Linked DNA regions of Mus musculus: region 1 is linked to region 2. The links are chromatin contacts, called in public ChIA-PET maps. All regions are on one chromosome and are shown on one strand. The core of a region is the stretch at or near the end of the contact, and the rest is flanking DNA. Distances in the headings are between cores, read along the strand shown.

Evidence for each region. ChIA-PET counts read pairs in DNA pulled down with a chosen protein or histone mark.
Region 1: an RNA polymerase II ChIA-PET map of memory CD8 T cells shows a contact between it and region 2, with 23 read pairs. The contact joins two enhancer-like sites. A contact is called at or near these places in 1 of 115 datasets of contacts at active chromatin or transcription factors (memory CD8 T cells) and 1 of 9 other capture datasets (adipose tissue).

What each region holds. Positions count from the first base shown.
Region 1 is chr17:86,322,184-86,324,901 of GRCm38.p6, reverse strand. The region is part of intron 1 of Prkce (protein kinase C, epsilon); the gene reads right to left. Among named protein-coding and RNA genes, the nearest start is that of 2010106C02Rik, 36 kb to the right of the region's middle. Within about 2 kb of position 1,316, at least 72 of the 459 cell types and tissues checked have an H3K27ac peak or open chromatin away from gene starts, as enhancers often do. A contact at or near this core is called in memory CD8 T cells, where this site is marked.
Region 2 is chr17:86,123,031-86,125,779 of GRCm38.p6, reverse strand. All of the region lies in intron 7 of Srbd1 (S1 RNA binding domain 1), which reads left to right. Among named protein-coding and RNA genes, the nearest start is that of Srbd1, 21 kb to the left of the region's middle. Within about 2 kb of position 1,344, at least 1 of the 459 cell types and tissues checked has an H3K27ac peak or open chromatin away from gene starts, as enhancers often do. A contact at or near this core is called in memory CD8 T cells, where this site is marked.

The DNA.
Region 1 (2,718 bases), core at 67-2,566, 200 kb before region 2:
AGTGTATTCATGACTCATGTTGAACACACGCACGCTCTACTTGGGTTTTAATTTATTGTACATGTTCCTGAAGGTTTAGATTTCACAAACACACAGCTAATCTCAGAGGTGGCTGTGTTCACTCTGCAAACCCACGCGGGCATTCTAGAACACGGTGCTGTCGGGTGTTTTTATTCCCTCTGAGTGGGCCCTGATAAATGTCCCATACGTTATTTGTATTGTGAAAAGGAGATTTAGGATAGGCCATGATGAAGTGCCCATTAGGCCCAGTCCGCCTCCAGCTGTCATGTGTGACATTTAGGACCGGAACTTGAGTCTTGGGGCAGCCTCTCTGACCCTCTCTGAACCTCTATTTTCTTTGTGGGAAGGGGGAGAGATGATCCTAAGGTTTCTTCCAGCTGTATAGTCTCATGGGGCCACACTGTCCATTAAAGGGCTGGGCACAGGGCTAGAAAGAGAAAGTGGAACGAATCTGTCTGTGTCATCACTGCTCAGAAATATGGGCCTTCATTAGCATCTGCATCTGCTTCTTCCCAGAGAGTTGCAATGGAAGAGCCATCTGCCTGCAGTCATTAACCCCGGGCTTGCCCTGCCCTGCTAATGTGCTCACTTTAAGGACCCCAACCCACCCCACCCCACCCCCCAAAAAATCATAGCCAGGAAGGCCCTGGCAAAACTAGCCCATCCCAGCTCCTTGGAAAGGCAGCTGAGCCTCAGAGTCCAGTTAGATAAATGCAGAAGGTAGGTGTTTGCCTTCCTGGCTGCTGGTTAGAACGGTGGTGAGGTCATGCAGAATTCCCTGGAGTCCTGAATCCTGGAACCCAATTATAAACGCATATCAACCCCAGCTCAAACAAGGCTCATTCCTAGGCTGCTAGCTGAGCCAGGAACCCTCACAGTGGAACTTCAGCAGCCATTTTTTTTCCAATTGTGTGTGTGTGTGTGTATGTGTGTATGTGTGTGTGTTTAAAACCAAGCTAGGAAGGTTCCTTAAGAAGGTTCCTGCCATACTGACAAGGCTCCAAAACTCTAACATGCCCACTCCACGTTGATGTATTTGCTCGGGGTTCTAATGCTCGATAGCATGTGGGTTCACAGGACTCTTTCTACCATTAAACTGCAGGTTAGACCAGGACAGAGAAGAAGGCTTGGCTATTCTACCTGTTCTCCTGGGACACCACCTAGCTGGGTGGCAGTTCCCATGCTGTGCACTTTAAAGCTCTGTGGCACATTTAACTCACACAACCTACCGACTAGACACTGTTTCTATGACTTCCTGGCAGCTCCTCTGTGCGAGGTGTTGACCTCAGGAGTGGTTTACAGCCACTAACTCATTTAATCCTCACAACAACGAGGTACTGCCTCTTTGTTGTGAGGACAGAGTGTTTACAGGAGAGGACTTGAGGCACAGGGAGTGTGGCCATGCCCCAGGGCCCCCTGGGGGTGGGAGGACAGTCACAACCGCAGGCTTCAGCTCTTCACTGCTCTTCACCACCATATTCTTTGGCTTCCTGTGTGGTCTACCATACCCAGTGCTCCCTAAATCACCTTCAGAGGTCAACATCAACAACAATTCCAATTTCTACTTTCCATTTCAAACCTCCCTTCTGCTGCCAGGATTGAGTTTCCCCTCAAGAGGGCCTCATCTGTCTGAGGGGGAAACAGCCTTCCCTCTGTATGTGAATAAGGCTTTGCATCTTTCACAAGCCCTGACACCTGATCACCTCTCTATGCCTTGCCGCAGATATTCCTATAGGGCAAGCAGAACAAGTGTTCTTAACCTCCTTTACAAATGTAGACTCTTTCCTCTGTGCTGGTAGGACACACTTGGTCACACTGTTGCTCAGGGTGGAGGCTGAGGCCACACCTCAGTCTGCAGCTCTCTCGGGTTCCCTTTCTTCCTACTGTAATAGGAAATGACTACAAATCGTATTAAGATTGTCCCCGTGGCTGAGTCACCAGACGAGTCTTAATGGGAGAATGAAGAAATGAATGAGCAAATAAATTAAATAAATAAATGAGAAGAAGCTGCATTGTGGAGGTGTGAGCTTTATCTGTAATAGTCCCCGTAAATGTTGAGTTTGTATTTAAATGCCTGGAGATACTATTACGAAGTTTGGAGAATGGTGGAGTTGGTGGCATCCTTTTGCACGGGCACGGGGATGAGTTCACATGACAGCTGCGGATGATGGCACACATCTCACTCTCAACACCAGAGCTGCGGAGCTGGGAGGACGCTCTTGGCTTCCTGACAAGATAGGTTCAGCAGGCTTCCATCTCAAAAAACAAAGTGGCAAGGGATCAAAGGAGACACTCAGCATCAGCCTCCACATGTGTACATCCATACACACACACACACATGCCTATGCACACACACACACACAGAGATACACTTAAAAAGGATATTGTCAAGGGTAGATAAATGTGGCTTGAAATTCAGGAATCACAGAAGCCTTCCCATAGGCTGTTATTCTAAGAATCCACACCCCTCTTCCCTGTTATTGGTCAATCTGTTTTTTAACAATTTAGAAGCTCTACGTCCTTCTCCAGGCTCAGGCCAATTCTAATTCTCCTCAGTCACATGTAGATGGTAACTTTTAGTTCATTCTACTTTATCAACATCTGAGAACACTGGAGCAAGATCACAATTCATAGAGAACATGAAACAGTTTTGGTGTGAGATCAGACAATCTCCTCCCTTCTTGAGCCTCACTTACT
Region 2 (2,749 bases), core at 95-2,594:
TTTAAGATAATTGATGTTTTTACTTTTAAATGAAATCCCTCTATACCCCAAGGTTATAAAAATTCTTCTATTATCTTTCAAAGCTTTTATTTTATTTCTGCCTTTTAAAAACCCTATAACTTAGATTTTCTCTTCAAAAAGAATCTCAATACTTCTGGCATACACAAAGAACAAATTGGCTTCTGCTCTTAACACTTTTTCCTATGTAATAAGGGGGCTTTTTCTAAAATTTGCTCCCAAATGTATTCTGTCCTTTGTGTGAGAGAGAATGAGACAGGGCACAGGAGAAAGGTTTAAAAGATTATTATTCTCTGGAGCCTTACTCTTTAGCCTGGACTTGAACTTGCAGTTTTCTTGCCTCATCTTTAAGCTTATTTCTCAAAAAACCATTGATTCTTTTATGTTTTAGTAACTGTATATATTAATATAGACATTGTCTAGATATACAAGCATTATTTAATGAATTTTAATGAATTTAATGAAGTTTAATGAATTTTGTAGTCAGACAACATTGACCTGAAGTCAAATTAATATGACTGTCATTTCACACAGCTGCCTTTTCTTCTTTGGTGGTAAGAGCACCTGTGTTACTCTCTTAACAAATCCCAGTATGCTGTGTAACGGGCTGTAGTCCTCATCTGCACATTAGATGCCCTGGCTTTGTAGCCCATCCAGCTATAGGTCAGCTCCAACTTAAACCCGTGTTTCTCCATCCCTGTTGGATTTTTTTGACTTTCTGTTGATTCTGCAAACTGGGAGATGTACTTATCAACAGCGGTCAGTCTGTGATAACAAAATCCATGCTGTGTATTTAACTATGGAGAAATATGGTGCACTAGACATATTCTAGCCAGTTGAATTTGTGTTTTTAAAAAATGAGTATTCATATCTGTAAACTGCAAACTATCTGTTCACAGACATACATTTTAATATGTTTGGGAAAGGACAGTAATGTAAAGAGTTATTTGAAGTTAGAGATGGATTGAAATGAATACAATCCATATTTGCTTAGTTTTTAATACTTATTTATAGTTATATGTTCAGTGATTTAGAGCATTTAAGTTTTTATTTTGATTGTTATACTATGGTCTATTCAGTTGCAGCCTTACAAAGTTCATTTATCTTCTTTCTTGGCAGTGTTCTGGGGACTGGACCCAGAGTCCTTCCTGTGCATGCATTTCCTTCAGCAGATCTGTATTGCTTTTGCAGAAAGCATTTCATATTTTAATGACAGATGAGCCTTAGTAGCCTTGAGATTCACTGCTGGGGCTGGGGACTGTGTGTGTCTGCTGTGGAGACTAGCTGCAGGGAGGTGTGCTGCCTGTTGTTCCTTATGGCTGAGTCTTTGGCTTCCATTTCCTGTCTTCTTTGGTACAGTGGTCTCCTTGGTTCCTAGGTATACTACATTCCTCCTACACAGGTCTCGATGCTTGTATCTCCTAAAAAGGTCTTTCCTCTGACAAGCTCATCCAGATACCCTGTGATTATATCTACCCCATGTCCCCTCACTCCTCTGACAGGCTTATCCATATATCCTGTGATTATATCTACCCCATGTCCCCTCACTCCTCTGGGAACCCTCAACATGGCTCTCCTAAAACCCACTGTCTTAGTCAGGGTTTCTATTCCTGCACAAACATTATGACCAAGAAGCAAGTTGGGGAGGAAAGGGTTTATTCAGCTTACACTTCCATGCTGCTGTTCATCACCAAAGGAAGTCAGGACTGGAACTCAAGCAGGTCAGGAAGCAGGAGCCATGGAGGGATGTTCCTTACTAGCTTTCCTCCTCTGGCTTGCTCAGCCTGCTCTCTTATAGAATCCAAGACAGCCAGCCCAGAGATGGTCCCACCCACAAGGGGCCTTTTCCCCTTGATCACTAATTGAGAAAATGCCTTACAGTTGTATCTCATGGAGGAATTTCCTCAACTGAAGCTCCTTTCTCTGTGGTAACTACAGCTGTGTCAAGTTGACACAAAACTAGCCAGTACACCCACCATCATTCCTCATGTCTCCTTTGGGTGTTGTTTTTTGTTATTATTTTTGTTTTGTGTGTGTGTGTCTCACTGTGTCCATTACTGCTGCCTGCTGGAATACTGACTGGCCTTCTTGTCTTGAGCTTGTGTGGGTAACTACAGTTGCAGGGAATTCATGAGTGCAGTGGCCATGACTTGTCCCCCACACAGCATTTCACAGAACTCCTCTTTGACTTCTCTCTCTCTCATGCTCTTTCCACACCTTTCTCTGTTCTCTGAAGTCTGTGGATAGATAATGCAGGGCCTACTCACTCTCAGCACTTGTATTAGCTATGCGTCTCTACGAGCTTTAGCCCACTGCAAAAGATACTTCTCTAGAGGGCCATGGTTGAAAGCAGCACTGGTCTACGGTGTAAACATAAATCCTGACCATCCCCCTTCTGATGGTCACATGTGGTGACACAGGATACATGGTGGTTGACAGCAGGCTTTGACACTTCAGGTCATGTGACTAACACAGACCCAGCAGGTTTTTATGGTTCCTACAGACACAGCAGGACTTAGTCTGGACTTCACTCACTTGTTGATTCTCATCACAAATACAGAGAATTATGGTGAATTCCAGTTAACTGTGTACTGTGTGTCAGGACTTTTCTGAACAAAAGCAACTTCTAGGAGAAAGAGTTTATTTTAGCATACAGTTCCAGAGGCGTGGGAGTCCATCCTGACAGAGAGGTGTGGCAGGAGCAGGCATGGCCTCAGCAGCAGCCAGCCCT